Linked DNA regions of Gossypium arboreum: region 2 is linked to region 1. Evidence: chromatin contacts called from public Hi-C data. All regions are on one chromosome and are shown on one strand. Each heading gives the region's core, a stretch centred on a gene start, on an enhancer-like site or on the middle of the called end of the contact. The rest is flanking DNA. Distances are from core to core; before and after follow the strand shown.

The links. A called contact is a pair of places that touch in the nucleus more often than the background predicts.
Region 2: a contact with region 1 is called in a Hi-C map of leaf, with 2.5 times the contacts expected there. The contact joins the promoter of LOC108465374 here to the promoter of LOC108458777 in region 1. A contact is called at or near these places in 2 of 5 Hi-C or Micro-C datasets (both in leaf).

Annotation. Positions count from the first base shown.
Region 1 is chr6:78,268,115-78,273,471 of ASM2569848v2, forward strand. LOC108458777 (2-C-methyl-D-erythritol 4-phosphate cytidylyltransferase, chloroplastic) reads right to left here and starts at 1,585. Exons shown (of 13, transcript XM_017758181.2): 1 at 1,336-1,585; 2 at 1,073-1,152; 3 at 923-994; 4 at 609-664; 5 at 236-315. The coding sequence starts at 1,468.
Region 2 is chr6:78,437,320-78,442,849 of ASM2569848v2, forward strand. It overlaps LOC108465374, which reads left to right and starts at 3,890. Exons shown (of 11, transcript XM_017765708.2): 1 at 3,890-4,247; 2 at 5,012-5,137. The coding sequence starts at 4,137.

The sequences.
Region 1 (5,357 bases), core at 335-2,834:
ATCATCATATTACAAGAAGTATCTCCTGAAGAACTGGAATCAAAGATCTATCTAGGAAACCAAACAATGAAACACTTCTCAAGGGAGTTAACCACAAGCACAGAACATCCATACCCATTTCAGTGGTGGGAGTGATTGCCCAAACACAGTCAACCAACAAAATGCATGTATGTGCATGCATATGCATGTTGTTGTATACATATATATCGTGTGTGTGTGAAAGAGAGAGAGAGACCTTCGAAGATGTCCTTGTACGATGGATCACAGACCACAACAATTTCTTTCACTTCAATCATTCGTGAGAAAGTATGTAAACTGCCAAATAAAAATCACATTTGAGGAAAACAGTTACCATCATAAGGAACAGATAGACAAAGACAACATTTACAACTAACCTGTTATAACCCAATGACCACAAAAGTGAAAGACTCCATGTGGTGTTAAACAACATGGAGCCTAAACAACTCAATATACACTGTACATTTTCCAAACATTATTCAACAATCCTTACATCTAAAATGGTACTCTAGATTTATAGATTCCAAATATAAGCTTGCATCAAGTTGATGAATAAAAGGAATAAGTTGATAGAAGCTGTTCTTATTTACCTATACAAAGCAATTGGTTGTCCTAAAAGTGGTAGGTACTGCTTTGGCATGCTTGCCTATTTAGACAAACAAAAGAAAACTATAATCTAGAAAATATAAAAGAACCACCAATAACAAAGGATGTGTAATTTAAAGGAAAGCCATCAGATTTTTTTATTTTTTTTTAAAAGGCCTTAAAACTTTACGGGCCATTTCAACACACCCACACAGAGAGATTGATGCTCAAGTGATTTAAAACCACCATTGATGATGTATAAAAACGAACTCGATAAATGATGGCAAACACAATTGAATGAATAAGAATAAATACTCACACCCATTCTTTTGCCTTTGCCTCCAGCTAAAAGAATGACTGAAACGCTTTTTTCATTCACAACTGCAGAACCCTGGGTGAAAACCAAAACCTACCAATTTCAACAAAAATACTGCAGTGGATATACATAGAGACATAATATTCAATGTACTTTTACATAATCAACTTTTGCCGAACACTTGATCCCATAAGTACGGACTCTGGCCCTTCTTCTCAAACCTACTTTTTGCCCTGAAAAAAAAAAAGAGAAGCGCCAAATGAAAAGAAAATAAGGGCCAGGAAAGCTTTCCCAATTAGGATCCGACCCAGCTCGATCTGACCATCGGATACGGGGAGTCTCAGTCCAAAAACGAAAAAATTACAAAAGAATCAAGAAAGGATTGCGAAGAAAGAAGGGAAATGAAATCTACTTACCTGATGAAGAGAAGCTAACGTGAAAGTGAGAAAAGGAAGGGAAAGAATTGGCGGTAACATGAGTAGATTTTGATGGAAAAAATTGAGTGGAGATGGAGCAAGTAGGAGCGTTGTTAAACAGAAGAAGTCCCATCTTTCGCGCACTGTCATCTCAGCGGCGGCCTTATGTAATGGCCCAAATTAGACCTTAGTCCGCAAAGCGGTAATATTGTAATTAGGTATGTGAGTCAACTTACCGGTCAACTATATTATGGCACAACTAATGTATTTTATTTTAATGAAAGAGAGATATTTATTCAAAGAAAAACATTACAGCAAAGCCTCCCAAGGAAGAATATACGTCTTATTTGTTCATACAATTTATAGTAAGCAGGATAGTGGCGTAATTGAATAATTAATTAAATTTATAATTTGGCTCATATACTAAATTCAACTAAATTAAATAATAAAAAAATAAAACAACAACTAAATTAGATTAACAGGCTGATGATTAACTCGTTTCAGTGGTTGCAGTTAACATCAAAATTTGTGTTTTAATGGAATTAACTACTAATCAACTAGTATTATTTCCCAGCCTCTACTAATTAACTAATCGATAGGTACTTGCTTATCTCCCTACTTCATTTTCCTCGTCGGGATAAATCACGATTTACTCAACCAACTTATCTCCCGACCCGTTTAACCTAGATGACTCTCTAGGGTCGCCAATCCTAGGGTTTAAACATACATAATTTAAAACTAGTTAATTCCTTCGGGGAATTCATATTCTTCCGTTAACTACTCCCACACTCACTTGTCAATCTTCCTAGAGACTTATCCTCTCAAGGATCTAGACTCCATAACTCTTATATTTAATTTAAATATGCAAAAGAACACAAATAAATTAAATGAGAGAAATATAAGAAATTGCTCAATCGATTGAATTGAATGTGATAGAATTGGCGTGGTCTTGTAATCGTTCACGAATCTTGATGTTTGTGAACGAACAATAAAAGAAAAAATTGAATACTTCCAATTAAAAACTTAGGTTCAAATCGAACCTATGTTGAAAAAATCTCAGTTTGAAAATGGTTTTCTTACACAACAGAAAATTAAAATTTTGAAAATCAACCCAATTGGTGATATTTATAGCAATAAACCTTAACCAAATTCATACATCAGTTTTTGACTTAGCAAAAGTTCATTGTTCTCTATTTTCAACCAAACGATCTTCTCCGCTATTCTCGTACCACAAACTGCTTCAAGTGTGGGTTTGAACCAATTAAATTGAAACACAAAACTAGAAAAAGTTTTCTCTCCATTTGGGGTGAAAACGAAAGTTCTCTCTTTTTAATCCTGGTTTGAAAATGATTTTCTTGCACAGCGGAAAATTAAAATTTTGAAAATCAACCAGGTTTGTGATATTTATAGCAATAAACATTAACCGAATTCGTACCTGTGTTTTCAACTTAGCGGACATTCGTTGTTCCTAACTTTCAACCAAACAATCTTCTCCGCTATTCTCGTACTATGAACTGCTTCGAGTGTGAGTCCGAACCAATTGAATCGAAACACAAAACTAGAAAAAGTTTTCTCTCTTTTTGGGGTGAAAATGAAAATTCTTTCTTTTTAATAAAAACCGGTAGAATTGTTATTCCGAAAAAATATATGTAATAGTTGAGAATAAATTCTCTCTATTTTTCGGTAGAATAACAATCTCTCAAAGTCGTCGATGAAAGTCACGTAATAATCATAACTTCCTCGGGCACTGATGCTCTTGGGACCACATACATCAGTGTATACAAGTTTTAAAGGTTGATTGGCCCTTGTACCTTTCGCATTAAAATACATCTTAGTCAACCTTTTAAACAAGATTCATATTGTAGAAGACTAACTTCTTTAAGCATACTTAAAGGACCATCTTTCACGAGTCTAGTGATTCTTTTTTGGTTATGACCAAGTCTTAAGTGCTATAGGTACCCCTAATTAGAGCGAGAAGTTTTAAGTTTTTTATTCACTATTTCAGTTTGAAGTATCGAGTAGTTATTTGGTTTGATAAAGTAGAGATTGTTTTCCATCTATCCATCCATTATAGATTAAAGAACGATTTTTATGAATAGTAATCCATTTATTGAATGTCACGGTATAACTGTCATAAAATAAACATGCTATAAAAATTAAATTCCTCTTAAAATGAGGTACATATTATATGTTCTTTAAAACAATTTTCCTAAAATCATCAAAATGTAAAATAACTTCTCCCACTACTTCGGCTGAAACATAGCTCCCATATTCGGTCTACAACGAGAGGCTCCTGTCACACAGACTTCTCGTTTTGTTGAACCGCTGTAAAGAAACACATATATGATTAGTGGCTCCAAATTCAATAACCCAATTTTCAATTGATTCTTCCACTAAGTAAGCTTCAACCACAAAGAGTTTCATACATTTTTCCTTTTGGGCTAGGAAATATAAATACTCCTTGTAGTTTGATATGAAATACTCTTTTGTGTTGCAGAAGAAACATTTGATCTTTTTGGTATATTTTGACTTCTTAGCCTTCTTCCTATCCACACAAGGTGTAATCGAAGACTTATTCGGTTTCTTCTTTCCCTTAGTTTTCCGTTTCCACTTAAAGGACGAAGGGCTTATAGCTAAGTTTACCTCAAGTTTCTCCTGATTTGACTTACCACCATTCAGCATCAACTCAGGGGATTGTAATTGCTTAATGAGTTGAGTGAAGGTAAGCGCTTTGTTCCCTAAGTTGTAAGCAGCCCTAAAACCAGCAAACTCCTTGGTTAAAGATTTGAACACTATTTCAATCTGAGCGTTCATGTCTAGTTCAGCCTCATTATCCTCCATTTCAACAATGAATCCCATAAGTTTAAGCATATGTTCTTTGACCGGAGTGTCAAGTTTTTGCTGATAGTTCATCAAATTGTAATAATGGTTGTCAAGCCAATGCAACTTCGTTTCCGAGAAAATCCTTTAAATTTGTCATGATCTCTTTGGTAGTACGAAAATTCTCGTGTTACTTTTGCAACACAGTACTCATGCTTGCTAACATATAATATCAAGCAATCGAGTCAGAATCTCTCCAGCGATTTCTCACTTCGGGTTGAGCTCCAGGAGGACACGTTTCATCAAGAACGAACTTGTATTTCTCACAACTGAGAACTATTAGCAAGTTTCGTTTCCATTCTCGAAAGTTATCCCCATTCAATTTATTCTCGATAAGAATGATAATAAAAGGAGTAGGAGACATATTTGAACTAAAAAAAAATAAAAATTCACTAATTACTATCTTTGCATTAAGCAAATGTTTTCATTTCACCAACATATCAAGAGTGCAATATGATGCATGCGTCTTGTATTAAAACTTTGAAAAACATTTTTCTGTTGACCTAATCATTCTTACACCTATCAACCATGTTGCCTTAGGGTCCCATGATTAACTAGCAAGAACATGGATTACATTCAATTAGTTTATGAATTTTAATTCTCAAAACTCCACATAAAACAATGACCGCTTAATGTTTGGCCATCATCTTTAGCTTAAATATCGTTTCTTGGGAAACTATTTAATAAGAGAAGACATTGAGTGTGTCACCATTGACTCAACACCCATTATGAACACGCTTTCATTTGTGAGTCATCTTGGGACAATCTCATTGAGAGTTATGCATGACTAGTTGTCCATAAAAGGAAATCCCATCTAGTGAACCCACACGATAAAGTTTACCTTGGGGTGTAGCCAGGGTAGGAGTCGGCTTGAAACTTTATCATGCTATCACTTAAGGACCATCAATGGAGGTCGTAGGTCTTGTTCAATGACCTTTTCCCACTAAATTTTTTAAAATAAAATGCAAGGTTTTTTTTTTATCCCATATTTCAAGAATGATCATACAATAGTCCTAGTGGCACTCTGACCTAATCTATATGACATGCTTCCAACATATGCATGGCATACCATTGTAATTTTAATTAATATTTACATTCTTTTATTTACAAAAATTAATCAATTATAAAATAAACAATTTAGA
Region 2 (5,530 bases), core at 2,640-5,139, 170 kb after region 1:
GGTTGACCTTGTGACCGAAGTCAATATGTATGCCCTGTTTTCATACGGTCTGTGACACAGGTGTGTCTGAAGCCGTGTGAGACACACGGCTTGTTCACATGGCCTTGTGACCTTTATATGTTTGAAATTTATCTAAGTTTCCAAAATTTTCATATGTTATCAGTTTAGTCCCAAACCAATTCTAAAGCATGTTTTAGGCCTCGTAGGCCTTTATAAAGGACAATGTGATTGTGTTGAATGGTATTTAAATATGAATGCATAAATGTATGAGTTATGTATGCTAAATGACGTGTATTGATCGGTAATACCTCGTAACCTTATTCTGACAGTGAATATGGGTGAGGGGTGTTACACTGGTGGTCGACGGTGGTTGGTCATCAGTGGTTGAACAATAGAATAGTTACATTCCTACTAAAAGTCCACCAGGGATTTTGATTTTAGGTTAATTATTCCAAAAATAATATTATTTTAATAGTTTAATATTAAGTTAAATTTAATGCTTATCTTAATAATATTTTATTAATTTAATATTAACTTTATTATCTTAATATTAAATTTAATTTAATATTTATCTTATAGATAAACATTCTATTATTTTAATAAGATTTAATATTAAATTTAATCTAATATTTATCTTGATAAATATTATATTAATTTAATATTGAAGTTATTAAGTTTAATTATAGTTGAACTCTCTAAAATCTCCCTATATAAAGAGAGCCTTGGGTCATTATTTACACACACTTGAATTTAAGAGAAAGTTGTAGAGAGGAAATTCTCTAAAGAGATTATTTCATAAAATTTCTAGAGATATTTTTCTGATTTACAACTTGACCCAAAATTTTAGAGAAATTACAAAATTACCCCACTGGTAATTTTTGTGAATTTTTTATTCGAATCGAGCCCATATTTTGCAGATGTGAGCTTAAGAATAACGAAGAAGATTACTTGGTCGAAGCGCTCATCTTAGACAAATCGAAAATGTACAATTTTGATTAAGTGTTATACTTTAGATATCAGAACCAAGATCTTGTTTTGGAAAAAATTTTAAAACTCTGGTTTTTCCCTAAATTTATTTTTCGCTGTATTTTCCAAATCCGTTTTTCCAACAGGTCGACGATTGTGAGCTGAATTCCTTATTGGTTGAACTTCTGACACATGTTTTTGGTACAAGCCTCTACTCTTCTTCATATTTGTTCGTAGTTGATTGCGACCGGTTGCTTCTCAGTTATCATTGTGCATACTTCGGTCTAGGAATAGGTGGTTGAAAAGATGATCCACTTGATAGAACAATGCTTCTGGAGGTGTTTGCGCCACCATTGGCTTAGGGGTATAACTATATTGTGTTCCGTACACTGGTGGCATAACAACTGGACTCTCGGTTGGTGGTAAAAACATGGACGACCTATACATCGAAAATGTCGATGGCATCTACGTGTAATATACTGGGGACAGAGGTTCGAAAATAAAACCTAGCATCGAAGTAGAAGAAGAAAAGTATGGTGGAATATATGGTGTATGTGTAAAAATGATAGGGTTCACATACGCACCAAAATAGGATGACACATACTAACTAAGGGGTAGTGTGGGCATCGGTGTCGGTGTCGACTCTGAAGTAGGTGCAGACGACGGGCCCTCGTCGCAAGACCTTGGATATATCGGTGGCCATCGTGGCCTCCTCGTATGTGATTGCCCACCCTATCTTCTTCACTCAACAAGTATGGCTTGCCAAGAAGCCTAAACCAAAGCATGTACTCCGAATCACAAACTAACTCCGGAGCGACAATGGCCTTACGAGGAGGTAAAAACTTATAATGATTGTTCCATATGTTAATATATTCGGCGTGGAATCTAATCTAATCCTCATCTGGCCTCATTTGCAAGTCAATAGGATGTAGATCATTGAGGTCCTAAGGTACCATTAGAATCGATTGCCTGAACCCAAATTGCTGCAACACCCAATTTGACTCATGCATCTCTGACGATGAATAGTATATATATATAACTAGTTTTTTATAATTTTAATATAATTTGTATGGACACCATACGAGGGTCCAGCGATTCAGGAATGCATCTCGTCCGACGGGATTCACTAGGAATTCGAACGAGATGCATTCACGATCACTGAACCTCGTATGGTGTCCATACAAATTATATTAAAATTATAAAAAACTAATTATATATATATACTATTAAATCTCAAATTAAATACATGAATATTATATAATTTCAAATTTAAAAAAAATACTTACCTCCGCTTCAGATTGTTGGTCTAATAGAAGTCGTAGATCTCGCAACTCTTTCAGTAGTTTCGCGTAACTCAGCCCATGATTCCACCTATTGAAATAATTTGTTAACAAAATAATTCAAACTTTAAATTATTTTATTACGGTAAATAATTTATCTAATGAATTTTACCTTGTTACGAAAGGAAACGTGTAAGGGTAGTTTGCTTCAGAATGTAAAATGGCAGTTGATACTACGCCCATGACTGTAGTAGTAGCATGCAACCACCAATTTTAATTTTTCATGGTTGTGTTGCCTAACACATCTCCAGTACAAGGTTGCCAACACGACGAACCCCTAATTGAGTTCACCTGCTTCTTTAAAGTTGACGAGTTTCAGCAACCACCTTAAATAGACGAGATTTTGTGATGTATCTGGCATTAGGATACCCTCGATAATCATAAGGATGTAAGCCCGAGCATGTTGTTCTCTTTTGACTTCAGTCGAATCCTCATCGAGCTCATCAAAATTTCTTCTTAACTAAGTCATTTCTATCCAACCTTCAAAAAGTGTTTCCAGAACCAACCCCAAAAGTTTGTCGCATACCGCTTTCCAATCGGTATGAACAGTCTCAGTCAATACGGACCCATCCACTGGTAACTCGAGCTGTAACTGCATATCTTTTAGAGTGATGGTACACTCGCCGCATGAAACATAGAAAGTGTGCGTCTCCACCTTTCCTCCAACGCGCTTACGAGTTTCGGTCTAACTTACATCCCTACCTACAAGGGCCACGTGCGAAAAACTTACTTCTCTTAAAGGTGATGGAGGAGCGGGTAGATTACGAATGTTGGATTGCAAAATTCGATCTTCCGCCTATTCAAGAAAAAAAATACAAAATATTAAATTAAAATATAATAAAAATATAAAAATTATACAACATTAAAATATAATAAGAAATATTCTTACCATATGCAATTGATTGACAAAAATGTGGTTATTATAATGACGGATTAGAGAATTTGAATTTGCCATTGATAATTTTAAAAAAAACCCAAAAATTTGTGTTAGAAAAATAATTTAAGAAAATGTTAAGATAACTTAAATAAAAAAGAAATAAAATTGAGAGAGCAAAAAAAAAATAGTGAATTTAAATGGGTATTGAGAGGAATTTGAGAGACAATTGAGAATCTGAGAGAGAGTTGAGATTGAATTGGAAAAAAATAGAATGCTAGGTTTATAAGAAAATAAATTTGACCGTTTGGGTAGGTGTCCAACGGCTAATTAAATAGTCATTGGAAAAATAGCCATTATTTTTTACTGTTAGGGGAAAAGTACTTCTAGTTGGAATTGTTTTCTAGGCAACACGCTGAAAATACTTCCAGTTAGAAGCACTATCTAAAAAATGGCCTATTTTTATAATTTTTATTAAAATCTATTATTTTTATTTGCCATTTATTGATAAATTAGTCCTCTCAATCATCTAAAATCTAGTTTTTTTTTTTGAAGGTACAAAATTTAGTGTTATACTAAATGGATTATGAATAAAAATAATCAAAGCCATCAAGAGAAAATAAGTTATAAATTAATTTTGTAAATAATGTAAAAAAATGTAAATAGCATAATCAAAAGTGAACAAAATAGTTGAGAAAACAATGGTGGGTGGTAGGAAATGGATTTTTCTGTTGATGTATCAGAAATAAACGGTCTAGATTTTATGGTTACAAAAAAATAAATTAGAATTGATTGTGGCGTATCCCTCTGTTCGTACATTCCTGTCCATCAAGATCTATCGCCCACCCCAAAAGAAAAGAAACCCTTCTCTAAAGATCTTGAATCTTAAAAAGACAAGAACAGAGAAAGAAAGAAAGAAAGTTGTTTGAAGAAAAGAAAAATTATTAATTTAGAGAATGTCTTTAACATGTGTGAAAATGTCTGAGGATGTTTGGTTAACTTGTCTTACACATGCATTGTCCACTGAAACTGAAGAGATCATGGGTCTTCTTCTCGGTGATATTGAGGTTTGTCTTTTTTTCCCTCCTCCTATATATGTTTGCATAAAATCCTTGTCTCAAAATCAATCTTTTTTTCTTTTCAAAAATTTTTAATGTAATTTATATGGCGCCTGATGTTAAAAGGGGGACTAATGTCAAAATTCTTTGGGTTTTTCGTTTTAATTTTTAGCTGAAATGGGTTCTTGTATTTTAAGTAAAAAATTGATCTAATTTTTCCAAGTTTTATTTATATGCTTTGGGTTATTGTTGAAGTCAAGTTTTAGTCTTTGATTTTTTCCTTCTGAATGTGTGTGCTTATAGTAAGCAGTAGATTATATATCTTAAATTTTTTTTTTGTTTAAGGGACTGAGTTTTACCAATTTCTTGTTCAGTTTGGATAATGCAAATAAACTGAAGAAATTCACACCTTACTCTTTCCTGATTTTGATGTGGAAATCCCCTTTATTGCATTAATTTTATACATTAGCAGATGTAGTTCTTGTTATGTATTTCTAAAAAGCAATGTTGGAAGTGTATCTACCTTTGGTTCATTTTGACTTTGTGGATTGTTGCATTCAATAAGCCATTTTTACTGAAACACGGTCCTAGGAACTTGAACCTCTTTATACGTAACATAACTGATGATAAGTCTGATCTTTTTAAACTTTGGTTTCATACGACAAAGAGTATTGCTCTGTAATATGATTGGTTTGTCTTGCACTTTTGTCATTCTATTTTCTGGATTTTATGATTCAGTTTATGTTCCTTTGTTCACCTCTTGCAAATTCCAGTACTCAAAAGATGGAAATGTCACTGCATTGATATGGGGAGCGTCACCACAATCACGATCTGATCGGCGGAAGGACCGAGTTGAGACAAATCCTGAACAGTTGGCAGCTGCATCAGCTCAAGCTGATATATCCTTAAATCTTTGTGCATTTTTTCTTTGTTGTTAATGAATTGGCGTTTGATTTTGTGTTCATTACAGTATAAAAGAAAATTAGTTCGCTGGTCACTAGTGTTGGCCTTTCCAGTGATTCCTAGTGATGATTTAAATCTTGTAAATCATGATAAGTGTCTAGAAGAGACTAGTTTATCGTGTTCGTTAGTAATTTGCCTAATTATCTAAAGCTTTAGTTTTCTAAATGTGCTTGCACTGTGTTTAATGTGAAATGATAATTTTTTCTGCTTAGCTGCTTTCACCAAAAGCCATTTTTAGAGCTAACTTGAATTTGTTAATTTCTGCAACTTACACCAAATGTCATTGGCATAAAAGTGTAGAGCTAGTATAACTTTTACCATAAATATCT